Regions from separate parts of the Sus scrofa genome. Here region 1 is linked to region 2. A link is a contact called in public HiChIP or PLAC-seq data. All regions are on one chromosome and are shown on one strand. Each heading gives the region's core, a stretch centred on a gene start, on an enhancer-like site or on the middle of the called end of the contact. The rest is flanking DNA. Distances are from core to core; before and after follow the strand shown. Region 1 has its middle 11 kb from the start of WNT6. Region 2 holds the start of CNOT9 (cell differentiation protein RCD1 homolog).

What was found. HiChIP or PLAC-seq counts read pairs in DNA pulled down with a chosen protein or histone mark.
Region 1: an H3K27ac HiChIP or PLAC-seq map of alveolar macrophages shows a contact between it and region 2. The contact joins the enhancer-like site here to the promoter of CNOT9 in region 2. A contact is called at or near these places in 2 of 5 promoter capture datasets (fetal liver and liver), 3 of 47 Hi-C or Micro-C datasets (embryonic fibroblasts, heart right ventricle and liver) and 2 of 2 datasets of contacts at active chromatin or transcription factors (alveolar macrophages and skeletal muscle).

Annotation. Positions count from the first base shown.
Region 1 is chr15:120,886,533-120,894,011 of Sscrofa11.1, reverse strand. No RefSeq gene overlaps it. Among named protein-coding and RNA genes, the nearest start is that of WNT6, 11 kb to the left of the region's middle. Within about 2 kb of position 4,196, at least 7 of the 83 cell types and tissues checked have an H3K27ac peak or open chromatin away from gene starts, as enhancers often do. A contact at or near this core is called in alveolar macrophages, where this site is marked.
Region 2 is chr15:120,587,173-120,593,608 of Sscrofa11.1, reverse strand. CNOT9 (cell differentiation protein RCD1 homolog) reads right to left here and starts at 3,255. Exons shown (of 9, transcript XM_001925220.5): 1 at 2,833-3,255. The coding sequence starts at 2,856. USP37 (ubiquitin carboxyl-terminal hydrolase 37) reads left to right here and starts at 3,379. Exons shown (of 24, transcript XM_003133658.6): 1 at 3,379-3,636.

The DNA.
Region 1 (7,479 bases), core at 2,947-5,446, 300 kb before region 2:
TTTATAGGAAGGGCAGCACTTAAGAGTTGATTTTGTCTATAGACTTGTTCTCCACTTGCTCATGAGTTTTGGGGAGGATGTGGCCTATGTCTGGCCTGCCATGCGTACTTCATAAACTTGAGTTCTGTTGAACTTCCGGGAGGATGGTCGATATTTTGCAGGGTGGGATGAAGACGACTCAGCGGGTGGAGGGGGGCGGGTCTCACCTCCTCACCAAAACCAGGTCTTCTGAACTCAGGGAGAAAACTGGGGCTCCAGGGGAGACCAGAGGATTTTGTAACATCCCCTCTCCTGGTGCTGCACATACAGCCCAGCACTAACAGCACCGGCTGTCCCAGGGAGCCTAAGCACAGAGTCACAGCGCCATCTCCTGGCAAGATGGGACAACTGCTCCTTAAGAGAAAATACTTTTCTGAAAGGTCACTGTACCAGAGACGTGCAAATTAAAAATTAGACCCAGGAACACCAACCTGTTAAAAACAACAAAAGTTTGGAGATGTAAAGCTCAAACGTGGCAGAGGTGTAGAGAAACTCTTGCATCTTCCTGGTGGCACTATAAATTTGACCGTGCTTTCCAGAGGTCACACTGACAAAACTGATCGTCTATTTTGAGTGATTTTACCTCCAGGGGTGATCTCCAGTATAAGTTACCGGAGAGGAAAGAAAGAGCTTGTGCTATGCATGCAAATGTAATTATAAATGCATTTTTCTGTATTGGCGAGGATCTTGAAGCTTATGCAGTACTTAGCTAGCACGAAGGTATAGTTAAACCAAGTATGATCTGGTGCAAAATATTGTGCAGGCATTAAAATAACAGATATGTTCACTGTAATGAAACAAGAACAGGCTCTATAAAATAATTCCAAGTGACAAAAAAGAGCACCCTGACATGTTCTTTTCCTAATAAAGTCTCTGAAGTAGAAACCATGGGTGCAGCAGTAAGGATCAGAAGAGGATTTAAAAAATCTTACACGGGATCGATGTTATTCAATGTTGAAGAAGCATTTTGAGTTTTCTGCTTATTCATTTACTCTTTGGCCAAAGCTTATTTTTATTATAGAGGATCCAGAGATGCAGTGAAAGGAAATCAAATAAGGAGAGAAATGATTAGGGAAATGTCCACAGCTCATGGGACTGGGGACTATCTCTTGAGGACAGTCAGGGTCAGAGACAGTCCCTGAGGCTTTTCTTGTCTTGTCTTGCCATTTTTTTTTTTTTTGCTTTTCTTAGGGCTGCACCCTCGGCATATGGAGGTTCCCAGGCCTAGGGGTCTAATCAGAGCTACAGCTGCCAGCCTGTGCCACAGTCACGGCAACACCAGATCCGAGCCATATCTGCAACCTATACTGCAGCTCACGGCAATGCTGGTTCCTTAACCCACTGAGTGAGGCCAGGGATCAAACCTGCATCCCCATGGTCGGATTCATTTCCACTGTGCCATGACGGGAACTCCCCTGAGATTTTCTCCAAAACTTTTCATCCGTAGCACAAGATCTCACATGTAGTATATGTTCAAGAAATGTCTTCGGAGCTCTTAACTAAGATGATGCAGTGCCTGAAATATTGGCCATCTTCCTCAGCATCATTCTCTCTCGGGGCAGTTTCCTCCATTGCCCCTCAGCCCCTATGTCTTCAGGCATTTGCCCTGGTTCTCTGAGGGCCAGAGCAGACAGTGGGACTGTCACTCAACCCTCTGCCTAACTGCCTCCAGTGCCTCCACCAAAAATGAATGTCAGCCTGGCTAGAAGCTAGGTTCTCATGAGCCGGATGATTCTCACACTTGGAGTCACACCCACCGTCCTTTCATCAGAACCGCCTCCTTTGTCCTGAGTGTGTGAAATGGCCACGTCACAGATGGGGTTCACCAGAGGTAGATGCTGAGATGGAGTGTGGGGTGCAAGGGGTTCATTGGCAGCCAGCCCCTGTGAAAGAAAAGGAGGGGACGGGAGCAGCATTGGGTAGAGGCAAAGTTGAAGAGTGATGCAGACTGGACAAAGCCTCCATCCGCACAGGCGCCTTGAGCTCTGCAGGGGGTTTTGCCCACCAGGGTGCCCCTCACTGGGTTAAAATGGCTGAGCCTTTACACGCCTACTTCACTCAGTCATCAGACACGTGGGCAGCCCCGAGAATGGGAGAGTGGGTTTTCTGACCCCTAAGGAGCTGCTAGCTCAACACTGCTACCCCACTCCCTGTAGATGGGCAGCACATCTTTCCATGAAGGGAAGCATCTCTGTGTTTGCTATGGGGCATTTGGCAGAGGAGAAAACTGAGGTCAAAGTCATGGTCATTGAGCAACAAAGCTATGAGTCCAGCTTGTGATTCTGCCTGCATCCTTAACATCGCCCTCCTTGCCTATCCTGTAGTGACGCAGCACTACCCCAGCAGAAGGCCCCAGGCAGAGCCTCCCCATCAAGGGCTCCGATGGAGAGCATGTCACTGAATGGCCTGTAAGTGATCAGAAGGGGCCACAGGATACCCAGCTGGGCCAATGACATTCCCTATGGCACCAGAAAGCGAGGCCCAGAATGCCCTTCTTACACATTCCATCTCTTCCCTCTGCCATCACCCCTTGGACTTTGGCCCCCATTTCTCTGATCCTACCTGTATTCCTACCTTGTGCCTGCCTCTAACACACACCCTACCCCGCTGTACTCATGCCTGCTGTCTGCCTTCCCTGGCACACTGAGTGCTTCCATAGCCCAGACGCTGTCCTGGTCATTACTTCTTAACTATAGCTTTGCATCATTTTACTTTCACTTTATTTTGTTTTGGCTACACCCAAGGCATGCAGAAGTTCCTGGGCCAGGGATCAAACCTGCGCCACAGCAGCGACAAAGCTGAATTCTTAACCCACTGAGCCACCAGGGAACTCCCTGAATCATTTTACTCTTAATTTCAAAAGACAAGCAAGTCAGAGTTTCCTGATGACCTAGCAGTTAAAGGACCTGGCATTGACACTACAGTGGTCCAAGATCATTCGCTGGCTGGGAACTTCTGCATGCCGTGGGTGCAACCAACCAACCAAACAAAAAAGACCCGCAAGTCCACATCAGTTGGCTTTGGAAGTAGAATGTAATCAAATTCAAATAACTAGTCTGTCTGCGCCCTGACTTCCCATGAGACTAGTACCTACCCCCACAGAGATGTAGTGAAGACAGAGTAAGGCCAATACCTGAAACATACCAGGTGTTCATCCCCTAGGAATGGTTGTTATTTTAAGTGAATAATTCAAGGTGAAGATCAAGTCTTCTTGCACTAAATGAAGACAGCAAGAACTCAAAGACAATCCTAGGGAAACAGATGCATCTCTAAGTCATCATTCCAGGAGAAGGTGATGCATTTCCTGGGATTTTAAGTTTATTTATTTATTTTTAGGGCCGCACCCCCTGCATACAGAAGTTCCCAAGCTAGGAGTCGAATCGGAACTGCAGCTGCTGACCTACACCACAGCCACAGAAATGTCAGATCCAAGCCAGATCCTACACCGCAGCTCACAGCAACGCTGAATCCCCAACCCACTGAGCGGGCCAAGGATCGAACCCTCATCCTTCTGGGTACTAGTCGGGTTTGTTCTGCTGAGCCACTAGGGGAAATCCAGATTTTAAGTTTAAAATGAGGCAATTTAAAGAAAAGTATTAGGTAAATGGCAGCCTAGGTGGCACGTGGATGTGACTAAATTTGTGTTGGAGTTCCCCTTGCGGTTCAGTGGGTTAAGAAATCGACCAGTATCCATGAGGATATGGGTTTGATCCCTGACCTCACTCAGTGGGTTAATGATCCAGCCTTGCCACAAGCTGCAGTGTAGGTTGCAGTTGCAGTTTGGTTCTGGTGTTGCTGTGGCTATGGCGTAGAGCCGTAGGCGGGAGCCTGTGGTTCTGATTCACCCCTAGCCTGGGAACATCCATATGCCTTGGGTGTGGCCCTAAAAAGACAAAAAAGAAAACATCTGTGAAGGAAGCTTCAAATGATGGTGTTTGGGGAAGCACAGCCTATGCCTAGGGCATTATTAAACCCATCTATCCTCTGGTGGGAAAAAAGAGGCGTCCCAGAGAGGGCGGTAGGGCCACTGGCCGAGCGTACAGTGTAGACAAGTCCAGCTAACATTAACTCCATCCAATTGAGAGGTCCTCTGCCTGACGAGGAGTTCCAGAGAGCTCCTGGGGATATGTGTGTGAGGTGGACTTTCTCAGCCTAGGAGTCCAGTCTGCCAGATCCTGCCCTCCTCATTCCTTCCACCAATGGTGCATTGGACGTTGTGCTGGAAGAAAGGTCAGAAGGCGTAAGTTCAGGTCCAAAGAGCTTATTTGCTCTGTGTTCTTGAGCAAGTCAGGTCCCCATTTGTTGCCTCACTTTCCCCATGTGATTTTGGGGTCAAAATGAAAGAGCTCTAAGTTTAGGGCAGGGCAGGTGGTTCTTTAACCATTGCAGTGTAATCATCAGGACCAGCAGAGGGCGCCAGACCCTAAGGAGCAGATTGGAGGCAACCTTCAGACCCTCCGGTAGAGGGTGGAGAGTGCCACACTGGAACAGAAAGAGTGGCAGCTTCCAAAAGAGATAGGGTGGGTACCCAAGGGAGGGTACCCAAATGGAGGGCCAGGGCCTCTCAGGAGAAAGAACTCTGTATGGGCACAGGGCGAGTGAGCAGTGTCCCAGCTTGGCTCTGGGCAGGGCACTTTATCACTCTGGGTTAATAGCAATTAGAGAGCAACCAGTTGCTGTTCAAAAACAACATTCCATTCCAGCACCTCTTTCCCTTAGGAGCCTCCATTTTTGGGTGGGTGTTGGAAATTAGTCTCTCCCCCCCAAAAAAATTTAAAATCCTTGAGAAAAAGAAATGTAGAATCATGGGAAACTTTCGTGTTCTATAGGATACCCAAATGCATCATTTTTACCTCATCTAAGAGTGAAGTTTAAAAATTAAAAATGAGACATTTAAGCAACTCATTAGCACATTATTGGTAATGGTGAAAAAAAAAAAGCTAGAAACAGCCTAATTGTCAATGAGGAAATAAATACCTATATTATAGCAAATACTACCATAAGATACAAAATCTCTACATATATTGATGGTGTCAAGATTGTTAATGAAGAATACAAGAACAGTGCCCCAGGATAAATCTTATATATGGGTAAATTTCCAGAAGGAAACACAAGAAGCTGTTTTTTTTGTGGGTTTTTTTTTTTTTTTTTCCCAAGGTAGGTAGTGGTAGGCAGTGGTTTGATAAGGGATCTCAGTTCCTAGACCAGGGATCAAAACCCAGCTGCCCCGGTGAAAGCACTGAGTCCAACCACTAGATAACCAGGAAACTCCCCAAGAAATTGTTTAACAGATAATGGGAAATGGAGATTAACTTTTCAATTTTATCTCTCTGTGTACTACCTTGGAATTTTCTTTTTTTTTTTTTTTTTGTCTTTTTGCTATTTCTAGGGCCACTCCCACGGCATATGGAGATTCCCAGGCTAGGGGTCTAATCGGAGCTATAGCCACCGGCCTACGCCAGAGCCACAGCAACTCAGAATCCGAGCCACGTCTGCCACACACACCATAGCTCATGGCAAAGCCGGATCCTTAACCCACTGAGCAAGTGGCAGGGATCGAACCCGAAACCTCATGGTTCCTAGTCGGATTTGTTAACCACTGCGCCACGACGGGAACTCCTACCTTGGAATTTTCTAACTGCGTGTGACTTGTTTTTTTTTTTTTTTTTTTTTTTGAATGTCAACAGGGATTATCTGTTGGAGATTACGGGCCAGTTTTATTTGATTCTTATGCTTAACATTTTAAAAGTCAAAAATGTTTTGTTCTTTTGAATGGGTAGCATGTTATAAGCTTCAAAAAATTGAGGCAATACTACAAAATATGCATGGAAGTCATCCTCCCACTTTGTCCCCCTCTACCCCACTTTCTTACCTCCCCATTCCTCCCCTAGCCCATCTTCTGCCAAATCCCATAATAAACTTTTATTGTTTCATCTATCCTGCCAGTGTTTCTTTGTACAGAATCAAACAATAAGAAGGGGGAATTCTAGGAGTTCCTTTTGTGGCGCATCAGAAACGAATCTGACTAGTACACATGAAGATGCAGGTATGATTCCTGGCCTTGCTCAGTGGTTCAGGGATCCAGTGTTGCCATGAGTTGTGGTGTAGTTTGCAGATGAGACTTGGGTCTGGCGTTGCTGTGGCTGTGGTGTAGGTTGGCAGCTACAGCTCTGATTCAGTCCTTAGCCTGGGAATGTCCAGTGCCATGGGTGTGGCCCTAAAAAGAGGAAACAAAGAAAGAAAGAAAAAGAAAAAGAGTGGGATCCCAGAAATTCCTGTCGGTGGCTTAGTGGTAACAAACCCAGCTAGTATCCATGAGGACTCTGGTTTAATCCCTAGCCTTGCTCAGTGTGTTAAGGATCTGGTGTTGCTGTGAGCTATGGTATAGGCTAGCAGCTGCAACTCTGATTCAACCCCTAGCCTGGGAACTTCCATATGCTGCAGGTGTGGCCCTAAAAAGACCAAAAAGTGGGGGGTGGGGTCCCTTTCTTATACAAAAGGTAGGATACTGTATACCACTTTGCCTCTTGCTTCTTCCATTTAACAATATGTTCTTTCTTTCTTTTTCTTTCTTCCTTCCTTCCTTTCTTTCTTTCCTGTCAAACTTGAGCCACAACAGCAACCTGGGCCACAGCAGTAGCAATGCTGGATCCTTAACCCACTGAGACACCATGGGACTCCCTGAATATCTTTTTTTTTTTTTTTTTTTTTTTTTGCTTTTGTCTTTTTGGGGCTGCATTGCAGCATATGGAGTTTCCCAGGCAAAGGGTCTAATCAGAGCAGTTGCTGCTGGCCTACACCACATCTACAGCAATGCCAGATCCTTAACCCACTGAGCGAGGCCAGGGATAGAACCTGCAACCTCATGTTTCTTAGTCGGATTCGTTTCCACTGCACCACGATGGAACTCCTCCCTGAATATCTTTCTCTATCACTGAAAAAAAATCTTTCCCTTAGTCCTCCTCCCCCCTTTTCTAACTTATTAGTGCTATGTATTTCCCCTTAGCACTGCTTTAGCCATTTTAGAAATGCAGAAATCAAGGCTCAAAGAAAGTAAGTGATTTGCTGAAAATTACACAGGTAGTGTGACACTGTTGGCTGGGCAGATCAGAAGCTCTGTTGAGCCCAGACTCTTCTCAAAGGCCCTCTGTGCCTCTAGGTAAACTAGGACTTGCATACTACAAGGGGCTCTACAGGAGAAAACTTAGTCTATTATTGGCATTGGACATGTGCCAGATGATGGAATGGGGTTTCCTGAAGAAGGTAGACTGGGGGGCAAGGGGAGAGCCAGCAAATTTATAGGCCCCAGAGGTAGAGTCATTGTGTGTGAAAGAAAGGTGGTAGAGGTGGGGAGATGGGATTAAGATGGCAGAATAGAAGGACTGGAGCTCACCTTCTCTCATAAAAACAACAAAATCACAGCCAAATTCTGAACAACCT
Region 2 (6,436 bases), core at 2,006-4,505:
TGTAAGATATTTTCCAAATTATCTCAGTTCCTCCATCTAGTGAGTAACATCCTGCATTCACTGATGATCATATTCTCCTTTGATAGTACTATCTTCCTAGCTGAAATGATGATTTACTTGTTACTTAAAGAAACAAAGGTGCATATAAACACAAATTTTCATCATTAAGCAAAAAGTAAGCATCTCCCCAAGCCATTTAGATTATTACAGGCATTGTTGCATATATTATCAACGCTTTTCAGTTTTTAGTGCGTGTTATGCACCATTAGTGTCCCTTTATCCAGATCAGAATCATACAGGCAGTTTCGCCTAATGGAAAGCATTAAGAATTGGTTCAACTTTTCTTTCTTTCTTTTTTTTTTTTTCCTGTCTTTTTGCCATTTCTTGGGCCACTCCCTTGGCATATGGAGGTTCCCAGGCTAGAGGTCGAATCGGAGCTGTAGCTGCTAGCCTATGCCAGAGCCACAGCAGCGCGGGATCTGAGCGTGTCTGTGACCTACACCACAGCTCACGGCAACGCCGGATCCTTAACCCACTGAGCAAGGGCAGGGATCAAACCCACAACTTCATGGTTCCTAGTTGGGATTCGCTAACCACTGCGCCACAACGGGAACTCCTGGCTCAACTTTTCTATGCTTTAGTCTCCTCACCAACCAAAGAGTCTAGCGAATGAGTGGTACAAAGAAACTTGTTAGAGCTTCTGCGTGATCCAAACAGCGTAACCGGTGAAAGTGTACCTAAAAACTCAATTTTTAACTAAAGGCAAGGCATTGTAAATTTAACCGAAGAAACGTGTTGAGTACTCATTATAAGTAGAGAAGTACAACTTTAATGGCCATTCAAAAGATGTACTAGAGAGCAACTGAAAAGAAAAGAAATTGAATAGGTAGACTTGGGGGAGGCACAGGGGAAAGACCAGCTATCAAAGCCTAGAAAAGATACAATCAAATTTTGGAGAAGGACAAGCATCCCTTGTTTAACTTGCCCCTCTCCTACAAGCAGCAACCTCATCTTCTGACTGGCTTCTTCCAGAATTATACAAATTATACATATAATTTGGGAGAAGAAGAAGACACCAAAAAGCTGAGGAAATTGCAATCACCTAATTGAGAGCTCAGGAGGCAGAGATGTCATAGGCCCTGGAGATGACAATGTTGTCCATAGCCATAGTCCAAAGCTGCACTCAGTTCACCTTTCCATTTTTTATATTTAAAGTTTAGGCAATTTTTTGGTTCTCTAGTTAGGATTTATATCATTTTTCCTGGTAATGCAACTTCAGTACATTACCCTTGCCTTAAGCCACTTCACCCTCGTGAAACTAAAGTGGAACGGGCATTCAGAAGAGCGCGCTCAAATCATACGATCCCATTTTCCCACAACGGCTCTCTGCTCTCAGTAGTCGTCTCCCTCATCGACACCATCATTCACCAAAGTATTTGAGCCCTAACTTTGTGCCAGGAACTGTCCTGGCATCAGGGTAACCAAACAAACAGGACCCACATGACCCCATGTATCCTCTCAAACGGGGGACAAATATCAAATAAGCAAATGAACACACAAATTACAAATTGGGATCAATTCTGTGAAGGGTGAGTACTCTAACAGAGAAAAGTTGGGGGTTACAGAACTACTTTATTTATTCATTCATTCATTTTAGGCTGCACCTGCAGCATCTGGAAGTTCCCGGGCAAGGGGTCCGATTGGAACTTCAGCTGCTGGCCTACACCACAGCCACGGCAAGCGCAGAAGCTGAGCCGCTCTGACACCTCCACTGCAGCTTGCTGTTACGCCGGATTCTCAACTCACTGAGGGAGGCCGAGGATCGAACCTGCATCCTCATGGACACTCTGTTGGGTTCTTAACCCGCTGAGCCACAAACGAAACTACCAGAACTACTTCAAATAGGGTGGTCAGGCAAGGAGACTGAGATAGAGACCTGAGGAAGAGAAGCCGACATCTATAGCAAAGGAAGGAGGTGGGGGAGTGTCTGTGTGTGAGTATGTGTGTGTGTGAGAGAGAGAGCATTCTAGGAATAGAGATCAGAAGGTGCAAGCTGGAGTGTAAAAGCATAGGGAGAAAAGATGGAACTGAGGCCAGTGTAGCTGGAGCCTGCGGAGCAGTGACAAGAGACTGAAAACGAGGGTCAGGAACATAACGTTCAGGGAGGACCTTGTAGGCCGAGGCAAGGAGTCTGGATATTATCTCAATGCAATGGGAAGCCATAGGATTACTTCAGGCAGGTTGATTTACACTGTTTTTCTTGGTGAAAGATCACGCTGGTAAAACGAGATGTGAAAAAAGGTTGTAATCTCAGAGAATCGAAAGTCAAACGTAGTAACTGTTCACTTCTCCGGGTCTCGGATTTTGCATCTGTAAAGCAAGTGGCATGAGCTAAAAGCCATTTCCTCCCCGCCGCGATGTGCCTAGGCTGGGAGTTTCGACAGCATGGGTCATGTCAGACAAACTGCGGAACTCCCCTCGCTCCGCCGACGCCAAGCACGCAACTGACGCCCTGAAACTGTTGGTCAAGCAAATGAATCAATGAATGGCGGGTCGGGGCTGCGAAGGAGGCGCTCTGGCCGCGGGACCAGGCCCCGGGGCCTGAAAAGAACGCACTACGCGGCACGCCAGAGGCCGCGAGAGCCGGCCGGCGAGGAAAGCGGGGGCCTGCTCCGCCACAGCCAAGCGCGGCGAGGAGGGAGGCCCGGGCCTCGCGGGTTGAGGGCAGGAGGAGCAGGACTCCCGGACCGAGACAGGGAGCTGGAAAAGAAGGCCGAAACGCGGGGTTAAGGAAGGCTTCTGGGCCCCAGGCCTGGCGGCCCGGGCACTTACCGCAGCCGTCGCCAGACTGTGCATGTTGGGAGCGGCCGCCGCTCTCCTCCAACTGCCGGACGCGCCGGACTCGCGTCCCAGCTTCAGCGCCTCTGCCGCCAAAGATGATGAGCCGCCGCAGCCGCCATCCGCCTCCGGCTCGCTCCGCCCCCTTCGCAGCCCTCTGACCTTTCACCTCTGACCCCTCCCACACTACCTCTTCCCGCCTCTCAGCTCTCCAAAGAGTTAACAGTCCTAGAGTTTATCCTTTGTCCCTTAAGATTCAGGACCAGAAGGACGTCTGCCACCTACTAGTCCTCGCATTCCCCGGCTCGGAGCAGGTATCCCCATAGAGGGGCGTGAACTCTGAGCCTCCTCCAGAGGCCAGTAAAGGGCGGGAAAAACCCGGCAGTCTGGAGGGGACAAGTAGTGCGCATGCCCAACAGGGCTGACGCGGAGGGAAATGGTGGGCGGTGCAAAGTGCGTGAGATGGATAGTGCGCGTGCGTACTACGATCAGTACAGGGGCGGGGCTACCTCTGCGAGATTTCCCTCGGTGCTGGGGCGGGGCGAGGGCGTAGGAGGGGCGGAGTTTCCAGGCTTTCGCGCACGCACCTCGTCTGGTCGCGTCGAGTGTGCGTGCGTGCGTGCGTGTTTGCGTGTGGTCACAGTTCCCGCCATCAGCCGCTCTCCCTGACTGGGGGAGTGAGCGGCCCCTCTCTTTCGTGTTTGGTGTCCCTTCCTTCCTTACCCCCAGCTCCTCCCCCTCCGCTTGGACTCCGTGCTTCCGGCAGGCCTGTCCGGCGCTCCGGACTCGCGGGCACAGGTAAGGCGGGCCCGGCGAGCGTCTCCACAGAGCCGTTTTACCCTGGCCCCCCCACCCCCCGCCCCTTGCGGTCCGCCCACTCGGCGTTCACTCCTCTGGAGTTCGTCCGGCTGCTGCTCAGCCCGCCCCCATCCCCGCGACGCCCCCTCTGGCCTCACAGGTACTCTACTTGGGTCTTCCCCCAGGCTTTCCCCCTCCTTTGACCTGGTCTTTTACTGTCACTCGCTCCCCCCCGCAACTCAAACCTGGCTCCTTTTTGCTGGGGGCTGTCCTCCGCTGCGCCCCCCTTAGCGAGGCCTGCTATCACTTAAGGTGACTTCCGTTGCCGCACGTCCATCAGGCCTTGGGACATGATACTGTTTCATTCTATTGACCATTCTTCATCTTCTCTCCCTTAACCATCTCTTAACTAAAAAGCATGAATTGTATTTTTGTCGTGGTTTTGGTTGGTTGTTCCCCATCTTTAGCCATCGGATCAGATTGTCAGGTTTACCCGTTGTAGGTCATGACACGAAAAGATAATTGATGACAAAATCCTCTTTCTGGAGAGTTGGCCTGGAGTAATTTTATAATCCTTTCAAAATGTAGTTTCTGTGTAAATGCCTATTTTGTGGAGGCACTATCCGACATGTCTAACTGGAAAAGCTATCAGAGGATGTCAAGTAGGCAGTTGATTATACTGGGTTTGCGCTCAGAATAGAGTTCTGAGTGGATATATAGGCAGATGTGTGTGTATATAACTATATACAGGTCTGTGCGTGCATGTATATATATCTATATCTATATGTATATATCTGTTATGTTGAAAGTAATTGAAGCTCTGGTTGTGGATGAAATTGCCTAAAAAGAGTACAGTGCTAGAAAGGAAGGGGACCTCGGATGGGGCACTGAGGAATTCTTGGCATTTCGTAGCTGGATAGAGGAGTACAAGTTTTGTAGAAAAGGTGAAAGAAGTTATCAGTAGTGTTGAATTCCGGGAGTTCCTATAGTGGCTCAGCGGTAACGAACCCCAGACTAGTAACCATGAGGACTCAGGTTCCATCCCTGGCCTCACTCAGTGGGTTAAGAATCCAGCATTGCTATGAGCTGTGGTGTAGGTTGCAGAGAAGGTTTGGATCCCACGTTGCTGTGGCTGTGGTGTAGGCCTGCAGCTGCAGCTCCGATTGGACCCCTAGCCTACTAATTCCATATGCCATGGATGTGGCCCTAAAAAGCCAAAAAAAAACAAAAAACAAAAAACCAAAAAAAAAAAGTGTTGAATTCTGCTGAAAGGTAAAATTGAATGAAGACTGAAAAGTCCGGTGAATTAAAGTAGTTGATAATTGTAGCAAGAGATGTTTAATTTTGGGTATCTGGGTTCAGTCTTAGATCTTGTTCTCCTTTTAGGTTTTCCTTCCAGCCTAAGCTTTAAATTGCACCTGTATATTGATGACTTAAGAATATTTATTTCCAGTGTCTTCCTTTTGTTTTCAGCTCAAGATCTAAGTAGCCAACTGTCTGCTGGACATCTCAACTTGATTTTTTTTCTTAGACATTTACAGTAGAACATGTCTACAACTAAAGGTTTATTTCTCTCCATACTCAAATGCTTTCTCATTCAGTGTTCCATTACATAAAATGCTATCTCCATTTATCTATGCACATAGCCTAGAAACTTGAAAACCATTCTTTTTTTTTTTTTTTTTTTTTGGTCTTTTTAGGGCTGTACCCAAAGCATATGGAAGTTCCCAGGCTAGGGGTCGAATTGGAGCTGTAGCTGCCAGCCTATGCCACAGCAATGCCAGATCCAAGTTGCATCTGTGACCTATACCACAGCTCATAGCAGCGTCAGATCCTTAACCTAGTGGGTAAGGCCAGGGGTCAAAACCCGTGTCCTCATGGACACTAGTCAGGTCTGTTACCTCTGAGCCATAGCAGGAACTCCTTGAAAGCCATTCTTAATTTTGTCCTCATCCCGTGTATCTATATCCTCTTCAGATTCTATTTATTCTATTTCCATTATATGTCTTGAATCCATTTCTGTACATTTTCAGTATCATTTTTCTAGTTCAAGCCACAATCCTCTTTCACCTGGACTTAGTGTTACTGGTTCCCTATATACACATCTGTAAAATGGGAGTAGTAATCACCTTATTGGATTGCTGTGAGGATTAAATGAAATAACCATGGTAAGCACATGGCACAGAGTAAATGGCTAGTAGGCATTATTGTTATTGTAATGTGTTTTAAGCTGAATCATTTCAGTACTCTCATATCTGGTTGTCCTAATTTCTTCTATTCCTGCTCCTTTCACTCCCTTCCCCAAACCCAGACAATCCATATCACTTTTCCGTTCAGCAGTAACATGTCATTTCTCTGCTTAAAAACCTTCAGTGGATTTCCCATTACCTAGTGCTTATTACATTAAATTTCAAAATCCTTATTAGAGCCTACAAGATTCTACATAACTTGATTCTTTCCTGCTTTACTTGGTGTATCTTGCACCATCCTCTTCTTCAGTAAACTCCAGCCACACTACTTTTCATTTCCTTAGTCACACCAAGTTATTTTCCATCACAGGGCCTTTATATGTGCTGTTTTGGATTGTCCTAGCGTGACCACCCCCCAATTAACTCATTCTTCAATTTTCAGCTTAAGTGGTACTTCCTCAGAGAAGCCCTCTCTTGATACTCCCTAACTTCCACCACTCCCTAGTATTAAATTGGTTACTCCTGTTATAATCTCTCATCATGCCCTTAACTTTATATCATTTTTTAGAACTTGTAATTATATATTTATTTGTGTGATTATTCACAGTCTG